Regions from separate parts of the Zea mays genome. Here region 2 is linked to region 1. The links are chromatin contacts, called in public Hi-C maps. All regions are on one chromosome and are shown on one strand. Each heading gives the region's core, a stretch centred on a gene start, on an enhancer-like site or on the middle of the called end of the contact. The rest is flanking DNA. Distances are from core to core; before and after follow the strand shown.

Region 1 (7,045 bases), core at 2,773-5,272:
TCTGTGGCATGGAATGGATGTATGTTATTAGATTAAAATAACAAAATTTATGTATGGATAGGATCACAAATGGATTCCGAAATATTTTCTCATAACAATATAACACATATATACATAAGTTATCGTGTTATTATACGGTTCCGTTGTAACGCACGAGCACTCACCTAGTTATTATTATACATCTTTAAGACATTTATACACTTCTCTAATTTGCTCTAGGTTCAAGTACGACGCGCTGCAGCCCGCCCGGCCCAGCGTTGCAGCGACGACGACGCCCCGCTGCGGACCTGCGGTCCCGGCCGTCCGTCCGTCGGTATGCGCCAGCGCCACACGCACCTCACCTCAGCACAGCAACGTCAGTCCGATCCGTCCTGCGGCGGTCTCCGGGCCGGCCTAACTTTGACACGGCTAGCTAGCCGGCTGAATGCTGATTGTTGCCTACCACCACACACAGCCGCTAAATATCTCTACTCTCTGGAGCTTCGTCGTGCGTCCTTTGCGCGTACGTACATACGTACGTCGACCCCCCGTCCGTACGATCGAGTCACCGCACCCGCCGCCGCCGTCGACCGGCGATTTTTATCCACTACTACATGCCAAGCCAAGGTTTCGTCCTTGAGTCAGTACAAGGCTAGGATCTACCGCCAGCTGCGCGCGCCCTCTAGCTTCTTCCCTCCCCACGGCCATCGGTTTCAGTCACGCTCGCGCTCGCATGCAGTCCAAGCAACGCTACATCTCGACCCGGCCGGTCTGCTCTGCGGAAGCTTCACATGAGCTTCCGAGGAGGCACGCCGCACGCCGTTCCTCCCGCCGTGTTTTCTCTCTTTCTTCTTCTCCGTCGAGCATCCGAGACAGACAGGCATATGCAGGCGGATGGATACGTTATTTCTCGGCGCGCGTATAAATTTTTCCGTGCGTGGTTAATGTATCATATATATATATAGCACGTGCCATATCGGTCGATAGAAACTCGTCGCGTCGTATCGATCGCTGCCGTGACGACCCGTGTACGTTGTTCAAGTGTTCAAAGTGGTCCTACTAAACCCTACCCTGCTTGTTGCTCAAGCTTCAAAGATCTCTATAGCCGTTTAATTAGTTCCTTTCGTTCGTCGTCAGGTGATGCTACTAGCTGCCACCAGCTAGTTCTTGGAAATGTCCTCCACACCCCCTCTTCGCCGCATATACCGATCGACGAGTCTGGAAGTTCCAGCTCTCGACGACGAAGTCACCTCGCTAGCTCGGCAGATCATCATCAGTTCTAAATGCATGTTCCAGGGGACGACGACGAGGAGAACGTATAACTAATATAATCTATGGGCGTGTTCGGCTGGCTACAAGCCGACACTGTTGCAGCTGTTTGGATTGCTGCAGCTGCAATCCATAGAGAGAAAAATACTGTAGAAGCCGCAGCCGCAGCCGGATTGCAGCCGCAGCAAGCCGCAGCGAACAAGCTGTATGGTATCTATACTTATTTATCTATTTACACACTGTGCTTTTACACTTTTACGTGAATCGTGCACGCGTATGATGACTCCATGCCACCACATATATATATATAATGGTAATTTCACGAATCCTCAAACATGTAGTTGTTATCTCGGATGTTTTGTTCGAGAAATCATCACTCTATTCTACGTGAAGTGTTACATCATATAAGTCGATTCTTTAAATTTAGTTGATTCTTTAAATTTAGTGGAATGAGCCGGACTAATCCGCATACCGCTAGTTCTATATATTAGGTCATGAAACATGTGTCATGAGGCAACAGTTGATAAACCCTGTGTCTATTCCAGAAAACCAGAAAAGGGAAGAATAATAACATGATGGAGTGACTTAGTTTTCAAACCAGATAACACTTACTTCCTCAGTATCTATGTTAGCTCTTGATATATATATATATATAATGATGAATCTAGTCATATATAAAACATATACATTAAATATTGTACGAATACATTAATTATTTAAACGAATTTTAATTTAGAACGTACGTAGTGAGTATTAATTATTACCCCCAGAACTCGGTCATATACTCCTGTACGTACTACAGCATATGTGCATGCTAGCATGCATTGGATGTCAAAGGGTAAAAGTGGGCCATGTAGCCCCGCCTTTTTTTACCTTGACCTTGCAAAAAAATTTCCCAACAAGAATGGAACTATGTTTCCCGGCCTTTCCAGTTCCGAAGGGGCGAGAGTAGCAGTGAAAAGTGGATCCATGTATCAAATCAACCGTTCTAGAAAAAAAAACGTGGTCGTTCTGTGGTTTTCGGAGTATCAAATACCATGGACATAGTGCTGGGAATTAGGTCGGACCATGGTCCGAGATCATCGTGTTTCGTATCAAACATGTTCGTGCCAGAAAAGTCAAAAAAAACTTTTAGGCTGTGTCGTGTCAGTCCAAACTGTACAAAAGTGGTCCAGCTCGATCCTAAACCTCGTTGTGGCTTCGTTGGACTGTATCGATCCAAATCTGGACCATATATTTGACAACATAAAATTAAAATATTACAACCATATAAAATTCATATCTTACTAAATTAAAGATATTAAACAATTCTAGTATCATTTGACCACATAAACTTCAAATATCACAACAATATAAAGTCGATAACTTACCAAATTTAAGAAATTAAACAACTTAGACTTCATTGGACAGTGTCGGCTTAAGCTCGGTCCTATGTGGGCCGTGCCTGGGAGGTCAACAAGTCGAAATTTAAGGTCCCGTTAAGACCCGTCTTCAGACCGTACTAGCTCGATTCATATTATTTTCATGTCATACCGTACTTTGACTCCTATTTTTTAGATCGTACTTGTGCTGGTTAAAAAAAAACCGATCTATATTTCTAGCACTACATAGACATATATGGATACACGCACGCATCCCATGCATTCGCGTTTCACGCTCATCTGCTAGTAGACTAGCAGTTGACTGCCGGGGCCGGCGCGGCGGTGAAAAATCCAAGGGTCTCCTCCCTCTCCTACCTACGGCACAGGCACAGCATTCCCCATCGAGGCAAACCCATATCTATATCCATGGTCGGTCATGTAGTAGCTTCGTGGAAAATGGGCGACGGTCCCGATGGCCGCAAGCAGTCTACGTACACGCCGGCCCGTTGGTCTAGCTGCCGCAAGCAAGCGCGGTCGGTCAGGAAAATCGGTCGCGCAATTGTGTGGCTTTCTTTCAAACTTCACTGGCCGCTTTGAAAAGGAGGCGCGCGCGCGCGCGGAACTAGTGGCAAGACTTTGGAGCTGCACGTCGTCAACTTGTTTGGTTTGTTTAGTTGGGGCCGGAGAGGATTATTTCCGTTTCCTCCATCTCAGATCATCTCATCTCACATGCATGCATGTAGGAGTGCCATGCATCAACTGACTGATTAGCTAGCTAAACAATATTTATACAACGAGAGAGTACTCAATTAAGTAGGACATGAGTCCATCGTCACATCACGAGAGCCTTTTCGTTTCGGACGGCGACAGGACTTTCTACGTACGCACGTACTAGCTGGAGCTGGAGTAGTGGCTCGTGATAGAGCGAGCACTCGAGTATACCACTAGACGAACCGGCCGCCGCACGTTTCTCTTCTTCGCCGTACGTGTGTCTTCGAATCCAAGGCACGGAGTAATATATATATATATATTACAGTGGCATGTGGGTGCATGCGGTGTGTGACACTGCCTCTACTAGCCTGGTGCTCGGTAGGGCAGGGCTTGAGAGCGAAATTCGTTTGCTCATCATCCCTGCCTGCAGTCATGGAATAGCTCGCACACTTCGTATTTGACATTTGCAACGCCGAACTCGTGCAAATTCACTGGCTCCGTACCTTGTATCTGGTACCATCTTTTGCACGGTTCCAGATAAGCAGCCTTCTTTCCAGATTCGCAGCAATCCCCACTTTGTAGTTTTTTGTTCTTTTTTTTTGGACATTCACAATCAATGCAAGGACAAGCAAAACCAGCAGAGACCCAGAGGTAAACCGGCCCAAGCCCATTTGACCCACCAACCGATCAGTGGGCGCGTAGGCCCATTGCTGTTCAATCCCCAAGGCCCAAGTGCAAGGGCGAACCTACAAACGAGACTGCATTCCTATATATGGAACGTCGAACTGACCAGCCACCAAACGGAACATTCGTCTCTTTCAGTCTTTCACACGAAACCAAAAAAAAAAAAGCAAAACATTTGGTAGTACACATTAGTGACCGAAGACCACATTCCTGCAACCCCCCTCCCCTGTTTTTGCGCATGCCAAAAAGAAGTGCGTCGCTGGCAGGAGAAAAGAGCGCTGCACTTGGCCATGTGCAGCCGCTCCCCTCCGCCGCCACATTCTCTAGCTTTGATTCAGGAAGAATCAAGGTGTTGTTTGGTTCACATATTGGTAACGTAATGGATAACAAATAATGTTAGATCATGTTTGTTTAAGTCCATACCACACTACAAATGGATACATCCTTATTCAAATTTGTTACCACCGGTATTCGAGTGTGAGTCGTTACCATTACCATTTACGTTACATTTCGTGAACCAAACGGCACCCAAGAGGGTCTCAGTAATGAAGTAATTGCTCCCCCGTCCCGCGTCTACTCTCTTGGAGCGTGTTCCCACGGAGGCTTTGTTTGGGTACTCTAGTATTGACCTCAATCCACATGTGTTGAGGTGGATTGGGGTGTAAATTAGTTTAAGTTACACCCCAATCTATCTCAATACAAGTGGATTGAGGTTAATACTAGAGTACCCAAATTAGGCCGGAGATGGAGCTCTCCTCCGGCTCCAAAGCTGTGGCGGCTGCCTGGCGTCGTCGTCGTCCTTCGCTGCATTCAAACGCATGATTGGCAGAGCTGCAGCTGCCTGCGTTCCGCGTCAGCTCATGATCCTCCTCGTCCTTCACGCAGCAAAGGACGACCTATGGTATGGCACACTGATTATTGCTAGCTTGGCTATGCTGGCATTTTGAGTTGGATCGACTCATGTTAATTTCAAGAGGTCTATAACAGACATGACCTTCCTAGCTTACTCGTTATACAATGGTGACCTATGTCTTACTGACTGAGGTATCCAAAACACACGATCGACGTACGTTTAATCAGTTTTCTTTATTCCTTTTTTTCCAACCATCTATTGATCCGATGACCAAGGATATAGCGTCCTAGACTTGACGACCGACCTATAGGGCAACCCGGCAACATCCTTACCTGACGACGGGGTCTCTTCCAGGCGATTTCTTATCATCTGGTACGGTGGTTTAATTTCCTCGTAAATATAATCTCGTCGTTCGTCGTTCTTCGCCACACACACACACACACACACAAAAAAAAAAACGTTGGTTACCAGCTACATTCTTTGATCCATGGTGACCTCAGCCCTCGTTGGTGTCTGATCCTTGAGATCTAGCTTCACCCATCTCGGCGTCAACCCAGTTTATAACGATCTTCACTGAACAACGAAGTTCTCAGGACCTCTATGATCATTAATTAATTACTGTTACTGCGGGGAGATTGTCGACAAGGATTCACACAACGATATGGATTTCATTCTAAGGTAAGTATGTAGACAGAAATAATGTATATGTTGACATTGCTAGATTTTTTTATGAGCGTAATGTATCGACTAGTCTGGCCTAAAATATTTTGTTTATGCATCTGATTACAAAAAAAAGACTATGCAACAATAATTTACATATTCCAAATAAAAATCGTCACAGTAGTACAGTACTAACATCATATAATAATATATGTCTATGAATTCTTGTGAACTAGTAGTCCGACCAATTCATATTCCGATAAACACCATTATATGAGTTCAATTAATTACTATCAAACATCATTTTACGACCAAAATTTTAATAGATTACAGGTTGATCATTATTCTTGTTATTAGTCGGCATCAAGTAACTAATTAATATGTGTGAGCTCATATCTACAAACATGCCGACCGATGGCTTCATTTCTGCTACCTATTATCCAGTGACTCTCAAGCATATACGGTACACTTTTATGTTACTAACTTTTAGCACCATATGCAAATTTTCACACTCACAATTCGGTTCGCTTCATATTTAACATGTGATCGTGCATAGTCGAATGAATAAAATCTTAGCAAGCATGTATATGCCTTTATCTACTAATACTACTGGTGGCATAAGATTTACCCTGTGCATATATTTAGAAACCTTTTTGACAGCACTCATGCATGTTTCTTTGCCAAAAGCGTCAAAAATATCTTGGGGGTAATCCTGGACAGAATGCATAAACTTACGTAGGAAAAGCGTATATAGCTGGAATGAATAAAATTACCGTTATTTTCATTGAAGGAGAAAGTAAGGGGAACAAGATAGGTTATTGCAAAATATGGGCCACAACCGAGAAAGAAGAAAATATATTACTAGCTGATAGTGTTAACAAAGAAAAAGAGATAATTTTTTTTTAAAAAAAAATCTTTCTGTTCACCACTCAACTTGTTATTGGAAAGGCAACGAAACCGAACCAGTGACGGAGATGGCGGCAGGAGAGTATTTGGTTTCTAGGAACTAAAAATAAACTAGCGAAATTATTAAACTCCACCAAAGGACGGCGGCCCGTGATTCCGGACTGTACGGCATGGCCGCATGGGCGCGCCACCGCTGGACACGATGGTCTCGGCAGTTGCCTTGGCACCGCGCGTACGTCCGTCATGTTCCCGTACCGTACTTGACAGTTGTGCGGCCTGCAGCGAGTGCGATCCTCCCTGAATCGTATTTTTTAATGTTTATTTTATAGGCAGGCAGGAGGGGCGTACGGTGGGGCACGCCGTGACAGGTCAGGTCAGGTCAGGGTCCTCGCATGTGCCCGGCTCGGCATGCGCACCTGCTCCGTACGCCCCCAACCCAAAGAGCAAACCTGCTGCCGGTGGGCGGTGGGGCTGTGCGCTGCATGGGCGAGGACCGTGTACACTGTTACCGCCGTACGTACGCGGCGCGTAACTGCCACGGCGAGCTGGCTACGCGCCACCGGCCAGCCTATACGCGCGGACGGGATTGGGAGGATGATGGCCAAGTTGCATTGCATGCATT
Region 2 (6,614 bases), core at 1,134-3,633, 200 kb before region 1:
CCGCTGGGGTGCGGTTTCGGTAAACCACCGGTTTTTTTTCAAAATTTGTTCTAAATTTTAAAATTTTGAAAAAATTCATAAAAACCGAAAACCGTTGAAAAACCGTTTTTTAGGACCGGTAAACCGTTATTTAAGACCGGTAAACCGCTAATTTTTGCCGAAAAACCAGATTTAATGCCAAAACTGAGTATTTAGTTGTTAATTTAGGCATAGTAGTCTTGTTTACTATTATATGCTATATGTGAAGATGTTATATGTTATATGTGAAGATAAACCCGTAGCTCAAGTCCAGTTTAGGCATTTATAGAGTGTTTGGTTTGAGGAATCAATCCATCCAAATTAAGTTGGTGCATCATATGTTCATTCCTCAGATTTGGTGGGATGTCACCATTCTTCATATTTGGTGATGGATCAACTCATTCTATTCCACGAACCAAACAAAAATAGTGAGGAGTGAGAAGATGATGAACTAGCTCATTCCTCAAACCAAACACCCCATTAGTGGTCAATTTCGGTTTCATTTCGTGTCCAAGATGGAATTCGTGGATCAAGTAGCTTCAGTTCTTCTAATAACTATCCATCTAGACAAGACTCAATCTAGAACCCTTAGCTCCAGTTCTTCTATATGTGTTCCTAAGATTTGCTGATCGGAAGAAAAGTCCAACACTTGGTGAGGTGCACATGCAATACACAAACACCAAACACACATACCGGTATGTTTTTTCTTTGTGGATAAATATTTATCTGCCGTTCTTGTTTTCTCGTTAATGTATCTCATATATTTTGTATAGACCTATCACTATCACTATAACGGATTGGAACAATATCACGATCCTTCCAACATGCCTTAGTACTATCACTATGATTCGAGATAAACATGTGAGTATTGTGAAAAAAGTCGACCTATGTATCGTTGCCACCTTGGAGAGTTGTAAAATAACTTGTATTTGAGTATTGCAAAGTTCGTTGGTTGTTTGTTGCATGAGAACTGGAGTTTATGGTTGCATATGTATGTTATATGTTATTTTGGTGAACACATGTCGTGTAGATCAATTAATATTTACTATGCAATATGAATTGAGAAAACTACAAAAAAAACTTGTCAAAATTTTTCATTTTCTGTAAAAAACAGCAAAAACCGGTTCGTTTCGCGGTTAACCGGCGGTTTAGAGCGGTTTTTCACCGGTTTTTCGTCGGTAAACCGATTCGAATTCAAATTAATTTGAATTGGTCAAACCGGTCGGTTTTTACCGGTTTTTACCGGTTTACCGTTGGTAAACCGTTACCGGTGGGTAGCGGTTTTTATATATGAAACGGTTTTGTAAACCGTGGTCCCCGCCCGCCCGCTTTCACGGGGACACGTGATGCGCCCCGCTGGGGCGGCCCCCGCGTGTGCTTCGTTCGGCCTTGGCCTCGCTCATCTGTGATCGGTTCATGTGGATCGTGATGCCATGCCACTAGTGGCGCGCCTTGCACCTTTTTCCAACCGTACGGTCGCTGGCGCATCGCCATCCAATCGTCGGCGACACATCTTTTCCCCCCTCCTTTCACGAGAAAAAAAAGCTTCAGAGTGTTCCTTGGTTTTGCACTGCAGGGGAAAGACACCGCTGGCGCCCTTTGGTGAAGCCCATAGGGCATACATGACATAGTGGCTATAGGACGTTTGTTTACGTCGAAGTACTGGTGGTGGTGCGAGAAAAATATCCTACAGATAAGATAGTACCTACTACCTCTGTCCTTTGCAATTTTAGTTTCTTAAAGCGTTGTTAAAAACATTAATTAAATGTATTAGGCTAGCGATTCTTAGTCAGAGTTTCATTAAAAATTTTATTTTTATTAAATGATATGCCACGTAAGCACACATGATACATGACATATAAATAGAAATATTTAAAAAGTCGGTATATTTAGAAATCTTATTTAAGAAACGTTGGAGCATATTTTTTGGTTACTAGCACTCTAAATTAATTTTAGATAGTGGAGATGCTGACGAACTGCTGGGATAGCTTCAACCACTTTAGGGCTTGTTCGTTTTGGAGTGGATTGAGGGGGATTGGACGGTCGTTTTGGAGTGGATTGAGGGGGATTGGAGGGGATTAAATCCAATCCCCCTCAATCCACTCCAAAACGAACGAGCCCTCATGATTCGAACAAGCCCTTATGTTCGCGCAAAGGAAATTCGGGCTTTCTACAGGGACGTGTCCGTAAAACGCGCCCCGCACGAAAATGGCCCCAGCACACAGAGCCTTCTTCCGATAAAGGCTCACTCTCTTCCCACCTCTCTCTCCCCTCCCTCCTCAGTCGTCACACACACTCAGCCAGTCCGCTGCCTCCGCGCTCCCCCAAAACCCACCGCCTCGCCGGAATCCTAGCCTTCGCCAACCAGTCGCCATGAGAGAGATCCTCCACATCCAGGGCGGGCAGTGCGGTAACCAGATCGGGGCCAAGTTCTGGGAGGTGATATGCGACGAGCACGGCATCGACCACACCGGCAAGTACGCCGGCGACTCCGACCTCCAGCTCGAGCGCATCAACGTCTACTACAACGAGGCCAGCGGCGGCCGCTTCGTCCCGCGCGCCGTCCTCATGGACCTCGAGCCAGGCACCATGGACTCCGTGCGCTCGGGCCCCTTCGGCCAGATCTTCCGCCCCGACAATTTCGTCTTCGGCCAGTCCGGCGCCGGCAACAACTGGGCCAAGGGCCACTACACCGAGGGCGCCGAGCTCATCGACTCCGTGCTCGACGTCGTGCGCAAGGAGGCCGAGAACTGCGACTGCCTCCAAGGTATGTATTGTCTGTCTGATCTATCCCACCTGATCCGATGTTTTCCGGGGTTATGGAGACACGAGCCCTTCTGGATCTAGGGTTTATGCGCCATTGCGCTTGCGCTGAGCCTGCAGATCTGAACAATTTCACCTAGATCTAAGCGATTCGTGACATTTCTCGACGAATTGCGCTGTTACTTTTTTTTGTCATCATTGTCGTAGAGTTCTCGTACCTCTCAGCGATTGCTGCGCTAGACGCTTGACAGCCTTTAGTGTTCGAGTATGATGCATTTTCTCCCTTATACTGCAGGGTTCCAGGTCTGCCACTCGCTGGGAGGAGGTACTGGTTCAGGAATGGGCACCCTGCTCATCTCCAAGATCAGGGAGGAGTACCCGGACCGGATGATGTTGACATTCTCTGTCTTCCCGTCGCCCAAGGTGTCTGATACTGTTGTGGAGCCCTACAACGCCACGCTCTCCGTTCACCAGCTCGTTGAGAACGCAGACGAGTGCATGGTGCTCGACAACGAGGCTCTCTATGACATCTGCTTCCGCACGCTCAAGCTTGCCACACCAACCTGTAAGTGCTGATTGCTCTTTTGCTTGGCGTTACGCTTTCCATTTTTGCATCTGTATCCTATTCCTATCAGTTTCTGTTGTTGATTTATTTGGCATTATCTAGTTTACAGTATAATAACATGTTTGCATGTATGTTGCAAATTGATGATGCAGTGTTTTATCTGTTTATGCTTTGCGCCAATATTATTTATTGTTATAACTATGTGTGGGTCATAACTCACGGAAGCGTTATGATATGCAAACGCTCATTTCTTTTTGTCTGGAATGCAGCACAAGCAGACTAGTTTGTTCACTGTGATTTGCTAACATGTTTATTGACTATTTGCTGTCATACTCTAGCACATACATTCTATCTTGTATGTTGCCATTACACATTTTTTCCATTCTGTCTGTTATATACATGTAAATGATCAGCCACATGATGCTGAAAAACATGTTAATAATAGACATATGGGTTGTAACCCCAGGAGGTGTTTTGATATGCATAGCACTCATTTCTTTTTGTCTGGAATGCAGCGTAAGCAGACTAGTTATTCACTCTGTTTTGCTAATATGTTTATTGACTATATGATGTCTTAGTCTGGCACATATTCTATCTTGTATGTCTCCAGTACGCATTTCCCATTTGTTTGTCATATACATGTAAATGATCAGCTACAAAATGATGCTTAAAAACCTGTTAACAATAAACATATGGGTTGTAACCCAGGAAGTGTCATGACATGCATAGCACTCATTTGTTTTTGTCTGGAATGCAGCATAAGGAAAATAGTTGTTCATTATGTGTGGAAACATGTTTATTGATACATTTGCTGAAGTGTGGCCAACATTACCTATCTTGTATATTTCCAGTACGTTTACCATTCTGCTTTTGTTATACATGTAATTTGTAAACACTCAGTAAGAAGTGTTATGATATGCATAACACTCATTTCTTTTTGCCTTGAACACTTTGAATATATTTTTTTTATGCTTATGTAGCAAATGCATTATTATCTGCTTGTCTTGAACTCTTGTATATTTCCAGCATATGTTTCATAGTTTATTTGCTATACATGTGTTCATTGAGCTAATAAACCGTTCAATTTGTATGTAATATTGAAGGGGCCAGATATTTTTGCCTCATACCTGGCAGTGTTCTAATTGATATTACTTGTATTAAAGGCCTGGAGTAATATGCCTGTTAACATTTTTTTTGTACAGACATAAGGATGCCTGTTAACATTTTTTTTGTGTGTGCAGTTGGTGATCTCAACCACCTTATCTCTGCAACCATGAGTGGTGTTACGTGCTGCCTTCGCTTCCCTGGTCAGCTGAATTCTGACCTCCGGAAGCTTGCAGTGAACCTGATCCCCTTCCCACGTCTGCACTTCTTCATGGTTGGATTTGCTCCACTGACCTCGCGGGGCTCCCAGCAGTACCGCGCTCTCACCGTGCCAGAGCTGACCCAGCAGATGTGGGACTCCAAGAACATGATGTGTGCTGCTGACCCTCGTCATGGCCGCTACCTCACGGCATCTGCTATGTTCCGTGGGAAGATGAGCACCAAGGAAGTGGATGAACAGATGCTGAACGTGCAGAACAAGAACTCTTCCTACTTCGTGGAGTGGATCCCCAACAACGTGAAGTCGAGTGTGTGTGACATTCCACCAATTGGCCTGAAGATGTCCTCCACATTCGTTGGCAACTCAACCTCCATCCAAGAGATGTTCCGCCGCGTCAGCGAGCAGTTCACGGCCATGTTCAGGAGGAAGGCTTTCTTGCACTGGTACACAGGCGAGGGTATGGATGAGATGGAGTTCACCGAGGCAGAGAGTAACATGAACGACCTGGTGGCCGAGTATCAGCAGTACCAGGATGCCACTGCCGAGGATGAGGAGTACGAGGAGGAGGAGGAAGAAGAGGAAGAGACCTAAGTCATTCTCCGCAGTGCTTGGTACAGATATGATATTCCTTGTATCGCTGTTAGTACTCGTCAGTTTGAGGTTCGTGTGGTGATGCTTGCTAGGTACTAGATGGGTGGTATTGCTTATGAATGCGATGTTGTCGTGACAGAACTGCATTTCATTTTGTATTATGGTTGTTCAAGATGTTATATTACCATGAGGCGAGGTAGCTTGACTGATTGTTGCTATATTTTATGCTGCAGTTCAAGTGATTTATGTGGTAACTGTATTAGACGATGGTGGATCGGCAGATACAATATCTTCGATGATATATTAGTTTTGCAGCTAGAACATGCCAAATAATATATAGTGCTACCATCAGTTGGTCCTCAAGACAGACCAGTCGAAACTTTTCGACCAAATCCCAGGAGGTCAGAAGGCCGCATGCCCTCAAACTTTGCCTGGTTGCCATGCTTGGAACTGGAAGGAGAAATTGGGCGCTGGTGGCTCCCTGATTGGTTGCCCGAATCCCGCTGGGCATGGCTGGCCAGCAGACCGCTGCCGTGACCTGCCAGCTACCGTTCCGGGAACCGTTTTTTTCTTTCGTTTCTCAGTTCCATTAAGCATAAGGTTCCGGATAAGTTGCCGAGAGCAATTGGACTGTTTTCAGCGAAAACAAGATTGACTTGTATTTTGTGATTAGAATTGATGATAAGTGATTGTCAATGGTTAGTCTCGGGTCGAGTCACGGACCGAACAAGGCGTGAGATTATGTATATGCAACCATACAGTGACGGACCTATGATTTACAGTTAGGATAGTCTAAGATAAAAAAGAGTTGACAACTTATCCCTTTGATTTAGATTGATGATAAGTGATTGTCAATGCGTAGCGTCTCGGTCAAGATATAGACTGACCAAGACGTGAGATTATGTATGTGCAACCATACAGTGACGGACCCATGATTTAAAGCTAGGGTAGTCGAGAATAAAACAAAGTTGACATGTAATATCATATATAATACGGTACCACATATATCTAAATTCTATCTGTTAGATACATGATTAAAAAATTACAAAATGTCATATGAAGCATTTAATTCATCAAATTAGGTTGTCAGTTACATATATTTATTTCTTTTGGCTTAAATGCTAAAGAGTAGTTTGTTTTTAGACCAAATTGTAGGGTAGTCGAAGGCCTATCCAAAACACCCCTAGGTCTACCACTGCAACTATATCGGTCGACTTATGGTGTACAGGTGTGGAGCACAGGGACGATGGTCGACGGATGAGGTAAAGATCATGCAGGCTCGTGCTAAAGGACCCGGAGCAGTGATGAGTGCTGGGTCTTGGCTAATGGACCGGAGCAGCCGGATGACTAGCC

Evidence for each region. Hi-C and Micro-C count contacts between places; a contact is called where the count stands out from the background.
Region 2: a contact with region 1 is called in a Hi-C map of ear, with 2.6 times the contacts expected there. The contact joins the promoter of LOC542705 here to the enhancer-like site in region 1. A contact is called at or near these places in 4 of 25 Hi-C or Micro-C datasets (ear, leaf and tassel) and 1 of 3 datasets of contacts at active chromatin or transcription factors (leaf).

Annotation. Positions count from the first base shown.
Region 1 is chr9:116,134,313-116,141,357 of Zm-B73-REFERENCE-NAM-5.0, reverse strand. No RefSeq gene overlaps it. Among protein-coding and RNA genes, the nearest start is that of LOC103640198, 6.7 kb to the right of the region's middle. Within about 2 kb of position 4,022, at least 16 of the 20 cell types and tissues checked have an H3K27ac peak or open chromatin away from gene starts, as enhancers often do. A contact at or near this core is called in ear, leaf and tassel, where this site is marked.
Region 2 is chr9:116,328,930-116,335,543 of Zm-B73-REFERENCE-NAM-5.0, reverse strand. It overlaps LOC542705 (beta tubulin 7), which reads left to right and starts at 2,383. Exons shown (of 3, transcript NM_001112218.1): 1 at 2,383-2,785; 2 at 3,077-3,346; 3 at 4,588-5,497. The coding sequence starts at 2,392. The coding sequence ends at 5,261.